3 separate regions of the Mus musculus genome follow, and all the other regions are linked to region 2. Evidence: chromatin contacts called from public HiChIP or PLAC-seq data. All regions are on one chromosome and are shown on one strand. Each heading gives the region's core, a stretch centred on a gene start, on an enhancer-like site or on the middle of the called end of the contact. The rest is flanking DNA. Distances are from core to core; before and after follow the strand shown.

The links. HiChIP or PLAC-seq counts read pairs in DNA pulled down with a chosen protein or histone mark.
Region 1: a contact with region 2 is called in an H3K4me3 HiChIP or PLAC-seq map of bone marrow-derived macrophages, with 7 times the contacts expected there. The contact joins the enhancer-like site here to the promoter of Esd in region 2. A contact is called at or near these places in 1 of 39 promoter capture datasets (hippocampal neurons) and 2 of 115 datasets of contacts at active chromatin or transcription factors (both in bone marrow-derived macrophages).
Region 3: a contact with region 2 is called in an H3K4me3 HiChIP or PLAC-seq map of bone marrow-derived macrophages, with 5 times the contacts expected there. The contact joins the enhancer-like site here to the promoter of Esd in region 2. A contact is called at or near these places in 2 of 39 promoter capture datasets (hippocampal neurons and liver), 1 of 484 Hi-C or Micro-C datasets (CD8 T cells), 1 of 115 datasets of contacts at active chromatin or transcription factors (bone marrow-derived macrophages) and 2 of 9 other capture datasets (adipose tissue and liver).

The regions. Positions count from the first base shown.
Region 1 is chr14:74,023,927-74,027,371 of GRCm38.p6, forward strand. Gm35517 (a long non-coding RNA gene) reads left to right here. Exons shown (of 3, transcript XR_383588.2): 2 at 2,674-2,863. Among named protein-coding and RNA genes, the nearest start is that of Gm35517, 11 kb to the left of the region's middle. Within about 2 kb of position 2,130, at least 5 of the 459 cell types and tissues checked have an H3K27ac peak or open chromatin away from gene starts, as enhancers often do. A contact at or near this core is called in bone marrow-derived macrophages, where this site is marked.
Region 2 is chr14:74,730,374-74,733,560 of GRCm38.p6, forward strand. Esd (esterase D/formylglutathione hydrolase) reads left to right here and starts at 1,924. Exons shown (of 9, transcript NM_016903.5): 1 at 1,924-2,015.
Region 3 is chr14:75,729,746-75,732,922 of GRCm38.p6, forward strand. It overlaps Cog3 (component of oligomeric golgi complex 3), which reads right to left. Exons shown (of 23, transcript NM_177381.3): 10 at 3,166-3,177; 11 at 2,231-2,322; 12 at 850-989. Among named protein-coding and RNA genes, the nearest start is that of Cog3, 23 kb to the right of the region's middle. Within about 2 kb of position 1,761, at least 20 of the 459 cell types and tissues checked have an H3K27ac peak or open chromatin away from gene starts, as enhancers often do. A contact at or near this core is called in bone marrow-derived macrophages, where this site is marked.

The DNA of each region.
Region 1 (3,445 bases), core at 880-3,379, 710 kb before region 2:
AACTTTTACTACTTTGACCTGTCCCTACTATAGGCACACCTCCAGCATTCTTGTCATTTCTTCTCTGTCAGGGCTCAAGCTTCACCAACTCTGAAAAGGCATTTAAGAGACCATAGTGAGACCAAGTTAGTTCTTGTCTGAAAAAAGAGTGGCCAATATTATAACTTTGAATATTAAAACTTATTTATAACCACTAAGGCAAAGTGGCCAAGTTTTGATTCTGAAAATCAAAGACTTGAGAAGAAATTACTTTTCAGATTAAGGGAATCATATCTGAAATGGGAAAAGCATCCAGCATCTGTCTGTTGGCTTTGTTCTTTCAGTAGAACACGTATACACAGTGCATTCATACAGTTGCATTTAGTTGATCCACATGGCAAGGCATGGCAGTGGTAGCTTTCGGTGACCTGGTATTGGATCCTAGAGATCATGAACCTTGAGTGGGGCCATTGGTTTTACATGTAAGAGGGCAGAGACCCTAGCCTTCATCTTTGAATCAGTTACAGTCACTCATGTTGATGTGGTCAACCGTACCCACACCACATTGGGATTGAATACTGGCATAGCCATAGAAAAATGGCCACATGGTTGTCCCTGCTCCTTAAGAGTCTTAGTCACTTTTAATGTCCTACTGAGAGTCTTCTCACCCCACCTCTCTCTCTCTCATGTGTGTGTGTGTGTGTGTGTGTGTGTGTGTGTGTGTGTGTGTGTGTGTGTGTGTGTTGAGAGGAAACTTACAGCCTGTGCAGGGAACCCTGCCTGGGTCTCTAGTGTACTATCTTACTAGTAACTAATATCCCTAGGCTAAAGTTGCCAGTCCAATTGGTAGAACTATTCATGGGCCTCTCTTCTTGACTTCCTGATTGCCAGGGATTCTGATCAGGGGAGCTACCATTTATTTATTTATCTTTAGTACAAGAAGGACTGAAAGAAACATTTGCATTAATTGTCTACTGTTTTAGGAGTTTTTCTTCTTTTTTCTTCCATCCTCTTCTGTTTTTTATTATTCTCCTTACCTGTCTTTTTCCATCCTTTCATTTTCCTGACAACTTAGTCCTGTCTTCTAAAAGTCTCCTACTCTTCTTGGGAATCTTCATTTCTCATAACAAGATCATTAAGGTGCTCAGGGCTTTCATGTTCTCTGTAATTCCATTCTCATCTCCTTTCTCCTCCCCCTTGTCTCTCCTATCTTTATCTTTTCATTCTATCTCAATACAGTGGAGAACTTCATTTTTAGTAGTACCCATTATTGAATCCTCTCATACATAGAAGATCCTCTAGGAAGGAGAAAATGATCCCATTAGTTGGTGCTGTTCATAATTTTTTAACAAGACATGGTTCAATCCCATTCCTTGGGCATCTATTTACTTCATTCATCTTTAGAACAAGCAAAAATAAATAAATAAAGCCAATATCATGTCAATCACAGAGGTCGAGTGGCAATCCATTGTTGCAAGTGGACAGGCCACACTGTGGGCAGCTAATTCTGCGAGTGTATTCTTCCGTGTTCCGAGGGATGCTAGCTATCTTACTCAAATTTCTTCTTAAATTGCTGTTGGAGCCACTATCCTAGTTGTTGCTGTGAATGAATGAGTCAGGCTGTGGCTTTAACTTGATTGCATTGCCTGTGATGCTTATAAACATCTCAGAGGGTGTGTATTTTGTTGAAATGTTGTTGTGTCTTCATTATCATGTTTTCACACAATATTCTTATTTGTTCTTATCTCTGGTTCTGATTAGAAGTGTGCTTTCCCTTGGCGTTTGTATGTCTGTTCATTCTTTCAGGAAAAAGTAAACTAGGTATTGATTCGACTGAAATGCCACTCTTGCACATGAGGGAATGAGGCCTCATAGTCAAAGGCAGCTATAAAACCCTAACCCAGTAGGATACAACATTCTTCACTTCCTTTTGCTGTAGCTATGGAGGGAAGTGGTGATTGCATCCATAATGGGCATATGCCTAGGGAAAAATGGAGTGCTGATGGCATTGTAACCACATGATTCTTTTTATGAGTTAAGTGCAAAGACCCATCTCATAGCAGACAGGACCTTGGTCCCAGTATAGTCTTCTCCCATAATGAGCACAGAGTCACAGGCTGAAGGAACTCAGGGCAGAAGTGCTCATGTGTCTGTGACACAGTCTTCTAAATATAGCTGGGGGAAGCAGATCCCTTCTCTGTTCCAGAGACGGGAGAAAGGAGGCACTCACCCGAGAAATGCAGCAGATATATTCACAATCATTTCAGAGTAAATAAGAGTAGCTGTGACACTCTATTTGGCTCAGCTCTTTTAAGGCAAAAGTGACAGGCTTATGTACTGTGCTAACTCTGAGGCTAGAAAGTTTTGTAAAGGAATCTTGAGTTATGCCTTCTAGTGGTGTAGGATGCTTCCACGTCTGCTCTTAACAACTACTATAACCACACTCTGTGTTCTCAACTGATTTTATGGATTCTGTCTGTCTGTGTGGTACCCAGACAACCTCTTTGTGTTTATATGTTGCAGTTGTAAGGGGTTAGTTAGCCATTTGGTGGTTATTACAGCAAACTTCGCATAAATCTCATTCACTCTACTTCTGGATGCTAAGGCTGGGGCCTTGTATGTCTTCTTCTCTGTTGGTTTCTCTTCTTGCTTGCTTACTTCCTTTTTACACAGGTCTTTTGTTTGATTTTTCAGCAAAAGAGACCAAGATGCAGATGGAGGAAGAAAACATCCCTTGAGAATAAGTCCTTGACATTTGCTGATAAAGTTTGGTTCACTTTGCAGTGCTTGGAATTGATTAAGACTCAACAATTTAATGCTAACAACCTAACTTTTAAAATGGTGAAGATATATGATCACTGGAACATCCCACTAAAGAAGATATGTAAGGAGAAAGAGAGGGGGAAGTCAAGAAGCAGAGTGTGTGTCATGGGGGCTATGAGATGAGGGTAGGGTGTGAGGTAGGGTGGGGGAGTCTGCCCTTCCAGGGTAATATCGCAATTGAGAACTTTGGACACTTACTCATTTGTTTGTATAAGTCCCACTCCCCTTAATATAAGTAGCAACATTTGCCCATTTTCAGATACTTACTGAGAGACCTGAGATCTGTCTTAAAATGTGAAGTGATAGCAGAGCTGTTAAACACGACCAGTTCTAGGGCTTTCATTCAACAATTAAGCCTCAAGTAGAGAAGTAATGACACACAGAGAGATGACTTGACTTCTGTCTCACTGAGTCACAAAGGCCCTAACTCAGGTCTCCATGACCTTATGAGGGATTCTTTCTGCTTCAGGGTCATTCTATTCATTTTCTTAATTTTTCCCTCGTCTGCTCCAATTTCTGCCCCGTTTCTTTATTTCCTTCATCTGGAGTGTGGATATGAAATGTCACTGATGTATAGGGAGATGCTTAGCACATACATACTATGAAGAAATCTCCCATGAATCACTATGCAAGTCAAAGAGGT
Region 2 (3,187 bases), core at 674-3,173:
CAGATTTCTGAGTTTGAGGCCAGCCTGGTCTACAAAGTGAGTTCCAGGACAGCCAGGGCTACACAGAGAAACCCTGTCTCGAAAAACAAAAAACAAAACAACAACAGCAACAAAACCCAAAAAACAAACAAAACAAAACAAAACAAAACAACAAAACCAGAGATTTACATTATGATTCATAACAGTAGCAAAATTACAGCTATAAAGTAGCAACAAAAATAATTTTATGGTTGGGAGTCACCACAATACAAGGAGCTGTATTAAATGGCTGCAGTATTGGGAAAGTTGAGAACCACTGCTCTAGGTAATTTTGGACATATTTCTTTAAGTGATTACTATTCATTCATTTTCATTATCAGAAATATCAACATTACTTTCAGATTCGGTTTTCTTTACTTTCACACCCAAATAACAATATATAGTATTAATGTTCTTGAAAATAGAAGTTTTGATCTAGTATAATTTCATGCTGACTGAGAGAAACTGTCATTATGATTATTACCACTAATATGGATACAAGAACTCTTTGGAGTTAGTTTGTACCTTAAAGAGATCAAGATACTAATTGAACACCCTTTAAACTTTGTTCAAGCATTTAACAATTAGAAAGAATTTGCAGACTTGGGTAATCTTTCATAACTTCAGTTGTGAAACTCAGTTTGAAAAAAAATTACCTTTCCAATAAATTACATTTAAAAGTAGTTAGCTTGGGAGTGATAGAGTATACCTTTAATCCCAGCATTCGGGAGACAAAGGTAGGGGGATTTCTGAGTTCAAGACCAGCCGGTCTACGTAGTAAGTTCCAGGCTAGCCAGAATTACATTTAAGACTCTGTTAATAATAATAATTTTAAGAATTTACCTTAATGCTTTCTCAAAATAACATTCTTTGGTTAACCATTAAACAGGTACACAAATGCCTGCCACATGACACAGAAAAGCAACGTTCTGCGTGGCAGCTCATCCACACAGGTTATATTCCACTGAGCTCAGCTCACCTACTTGTTTTTTAGCCTGACTAGCCACATAACTTGCAAGTCCCCCAGCAAAACTAAGATGGAGAGCCTATACACACAGAGCAGGCACTGGGTCCTTCTGACAGTTTGTTGCAAATGCACAGGCTGCGTGATTATTAAACCAGACAATCTTACAGGTTATACATAGTATCCACAACCTAGCAGCCTAAATACTGGTTTTAAAAACTGCTTGTAATATTTAATTTTCTGAACAAAGTACACTTGCTGGTTAAATTGGATGAAGTTGAGAACTGCTGTAAATGATTAACCAGAAACCCTGACACAGTTCAACTTTTATTGAGGGAAGAGGGGAGAAAAAAATGGACATTGAAAAGAGTTAATGAATGTGTCCTCCTCCTAGAAGCTCCAAATCAAGCAGGTGCAGAGTAGATGTGGAATGAGGGTGGAAATGTGAAATTTCTGCTCAGGTTTCCAAACAACTGCAGAGTTCCACACAAGCCCTTTCCACAAGTTAACTGGGAGAGGCCAGCTGGTGTACTAGAGCCTCATTCTCTTGTTGCCTTCTGGGAGCATCTGAAGCAAGTTACAGAGGTCTAGAGGTCCAGTGTCATGACAGACACACTTTTGGCTCATCCTGACACACCGCGGAAACAGGAACCCGGCGAAAAGTCTCTTGGGAATGGCCTTGTAGGGGAGGGTCGGGGTCCGGGAACTCCTAGTCTCCCTTGGGGTGTATCCATAGGGCAGGTCTGCTAGGAGAGTGCGCGCCCTGGGGGCGGTGTCTCAGAATGGGAGCAGCTCAGGAGGGAGGGCTGGGGAGGAGAGGGGCAGAGAAAGGGAGGGACTTGAGGGCGGGGCCGTGAGAGGGGACCAGAGTAAGCGGCCAAAGGAGGGGACGGGCCCAAAGGGAGGAGCCTCTACGTGGGACCCGCCCCGGAGGCCGGGGCGGGACATATGGTGTGGGCGGAGCCAGAGGCAGTGCTCGGGGCGGAAGCCCCAACCTTCTTCCCTGGCGAGTTAGAAGCTGCCCCTCACCGAGGTAAGATGGAATGGGTCGTGAGTCCCAAGCATTCTCTACTACCTGGTTTTCGGGCGGCTGTGCGCGGACGCCTAGACCTGCGGTGGTGATAGCAGCGGGGAATGGTGACGATCTCTGCACCCTTCCCGCCGCGGTAAGGCAGGCCTCGTCCCGCAGGGCCTGCTAATCGCTTTAACTTCGGGGAGCTGGAAACAATGTGTGACCTGGGGCGCCAGGCTCGCTGGGATGCTCGGGTTGGTGGAGTGCCCGCCGGGACGGCATTTCGCCGAGCATTCCCGCGCGGAGCCCGGGGAACGCTTTCCCTCCGGGATCCCAGCCTGGGCTGCAGGCGACGCCACTAGGGCCCTGAGGTGTCTTGGGCAGCGCGCTCGAGGCCGTGCCCAGTGGTAAAAATTCAGGTGTAGGCGGCCGTCCATAGGTGATTTGTGGTTGAGTCGTCAGAAAGATGGCACTTATGTTATTTAAAATTAATAAAATTCACCATTTTTTATGTAGGCCATATTAGGCCTAATGGTCAGCAATCTATAGGCATTCTTTGAAAAGTTAAAGGAATGAAACCCCAGGCTTCTATAACAGTATTGTTTGTAGTGGGACATACTAGTAAGAAAGTAGACTAAGGTTTTAATTAGCTCTTAGCTATATATAATTGCTATGATGATACTGAGATTTTGTTTTATTTTGTTTTTGAGACATTGTAGTTCTGACTGTCCTGGAACTCACTTTGTATACCAGGCTGTTCTCGAACGCCTGGTTCTCCAGGGATTTAGGGCGCGTGCAACGAAACTTTTAAAGTTCAACTTTTGAGACATTTCAGATATAAGATAGGCTGTACAGGCAAGGATCTAAGTTTAATTTTAAATGTGTTGGGTTTTGCTATAGCGATGCGAAATAAATGCATAGCAGTTTGGCACTAATGCTTAAAATTTGAATATGAAAAGACAGATTTAGATTTTTCAGCCCAGAAGATGTGTTTGAAATTTAGGGACTATGAGTTAGGGGGAAAATATGTGACAAGAACTGGGAAAGGGGCGTGGGGTGGGGGAGTTGGGAACTAAGAATGAAATAGAGGGGGGGGGAGGCAGGACAGGCTTTGAGTAAAGAAATGGTGGTCAGGACTGTGAATTTATGCCTTCCCCAAAGCAGCAGAATATGCTTATTCATTGTGAAGCAGC
Region 3 (3,177 bases), core at 511-3,010, 1.0 Mb after region 2:
TCAATTGGGTTGTCATCCCCCATTTTACAAATAAACTGATCCCACATTTTACAAAGAAAAAGTAAAATATGAATTTATATAGTGTTTCTCCCTTTCTAAGGGGCCACAGATGTTAAAACATAAATCAGAAATCTCTTTCCATGGTTAGGGACTAGAGACACTGCACAGTAACGAAAAACATTCCCAGCACTATGAAAATCCCCCTAAATTCAGAAGCCCTGGGATGGAGAAACCACAGGCAGGATGAGCTTACTACAGAAAGGTAACTCTGAGGAGCCGCGTGGCGCCCGCTGATACAAGAGGCACACAGACCATCTCAGAAGAGGCTTCCAAGGACCAAACCATGCTCCCTACTGCCATCTAGTCAGGAGGTGACAGCGGGGGAGGCAGTGGTGATGAGAGAAAAGCTGCTCTTCACTGAGACTGAAGATGATGGAACGCTACTACCTACGGATGCTAAATAACCCCTTGTTTTCAATCGAAAGCAGGAAGTAAGTTGACTCCAGTGTGATAGATCCCCAACAAAAGCCAAAATTCAGTTTTCTCTGGATTCCGAAGCCAAAATGGAAAGTAACAGCTTCAATTACTGATTTCATTGACAGATTTTAAATCCTTATCTGTTTGTACCATTAGATGGATCCAGATGGAGACAAACCTTTATTGGGAAAGGAGGGAGATTTCAACCCAAACTCCAAAACATTAGCCTTCTACTTGAAATTTTTAAAACTTAAAAACATTAAGTGTATATTCGAGGCTGTGAAGAAAAAAGTCCAATTTTTTTTTCTCACACTCACTGAGCCACAGATACAATGACCAAGTCCTTTGAAGTGATCACTTCTGCGTATTTACCGTTGTGCTGTACGTGGTCTTCAAGCACTTCGTTTTTAAGAATCCCACAGAGCTCCGATAAAGTCTCTAAGTGAATGACATGGATGATCAAGGGCCGGAACACATCATACAACGACACGCACAATTTCTCCAATAGCTCACTGAAAGGAAGGACAAAATGCAGTTGTTAATAGCTAGATGTTCGGGATTTTTTTCCAATATGCAACTCCTCTAGCCAGAAAGAATAACTATCGACTGGAAAATGGTAACTGGGCACACGCTCTGAGTGAGGAACAAGAATCAGTCCGTAAACTACTTTTGCTCTAGAAGCTCAGAATCAACACTTAAGATGTAACAGTTCATTCAAATTAGATGCCCCCAACAAGTCAACTGTTTACAACTTTTATTTTAACACTAATTTTATATTGCTTCAAAATATAAATTATTCCAGCACACATTATTACCTTTTATACTTTACATCACTGCAGATCAGTTACTCCCATACATACCAAACACACGTTCAAACTATAAAACAAAACAAAACACTAGCCAGGCATGGTGGAGCACACCTTTAATTCTAGCACTTGAAAGGCAAAAGCAGGCAGATCTCTGAGCATTCAAGGCCAGCCTGGTCTATAGAGTGAGTTCCTGGACAGATAGGACTACACAGAAGAATCTGTCTCAAAAGAAATTCACAAAAACAACCACCAAAATAAAGAAAAAAAAAAGGTTTAAGGAAAAAAAAACCAAAAACAACAAAACCTCAAGTACTTTGGGCCCATACCAAGTATTCTGAGAAATTTTCAGCATTTGAAGAGACAAGGTTAGGTATCTATGTTCTTCAGACTGCTAACAATACTATTTTACATACAGTACTTCAGTGAGGAGCCACCATACAAAATCAGGAAATACATTTTTCTCCTCCTCAATATGAGTCATAATCTTGGGATCTTTGTGAGACAACCAACACGGGAGAATCAAGTGACTAACAATGGACCTGAAAATCACTTTTAAAAAACGATTATCAAAAACACATGTGTATTTGTAAGTACTGCTCATCAGTTAGCCACACAGAATTTCCAAACTAGAAGGAGCTACTATTCTTGGTGTAGATAAAGACTCCATATCCCAGGGCTCAGTTCTTAGACTTAGACTTCTTGTTTTCATCCCAGGATGTCTCCAAATACTACAAAAAATATGAAAGCATGCTTGCCTTTCACTACAGGCATAAAAAAAAAATCACAATCAACAATATTCTATTTCCAAACACAACAAAATTCAAACACTGCAGTTAACTGTAAAATATATTAGAATATATATAACACATCTACAATATATTGCTCTACTATTGTCAACAGCAAACTGAATCTTATCCACAGAGCTATTCCATGTTATCACTTACTCTAATTTTGATGTTGGCTTTGTGAAAAATTCATTGTAAAGTTGGTGCTCATCTTGGCAGACATGGACCATAAAGGCACAGCCACTGCGAACCTGCAATAAACAAACACATTCCACCTATAAACACGCACATTCTAGCTCCTATAAAATCAACTATACTTTATTTGCAAAGAGATTACACACATATATTCATATGCAACTCTGGAAAATTCAAAGTGGGTGGTTCTCAATGGATTACTGCAAAATAGGATCTAATTTTTAATTTCTTACACTACTTTTATTTACTTTTATTACTTTACTTTCTACTTTTATTTTCTAAACTCTTGATAATAAACATGATTTTCTAGATAAAAGGGGGTACTTTAAAAAATAACTTTTATGTGTTTTTCTAAAGTATGAATTAAAGTCACACTAAACAAAAGGCCATTTATGCATCAAAAACTACCCTGAGGCCTGGTGGCACATACGTGTAATACCAGCCATCAAAGGCTGAGGCTGATAAGCAAAGGCCAATCTAGGTTGCATAGTGAGACCCTATCTTAAACCAAAAAAAGAAAAGTAACACATAAAAATTACATTTTAACATAAATCCACAAACTCTGAAACTTCACCTTTCAAAAATGAGTTTAAAGATGCATTCAAAGAATACGTACTTATAAATCTTCATATTAAAGAGAAAAGTGAGACTATTTTACAAAGTTGAAGGATGAATTCCCAGTATGGGAAATGCTGATCTGGGAGCAGAACAATATCAGCTCACCGAGTCTAATAGGACTGACTTTCCCCACCACGCTGCACGCTGCAGAAACAAGGTCAGAGGCGACTGCCAGCATCAGGAGCACAGTCAGACTTGGAAATGAGTGCTGATTGATAATAAGGTGAGCCAGCGTGTCTCAAATAGCAAAGCACGGGACCAGTCTACCAGCAGGCACTCACCAAGGCACAATG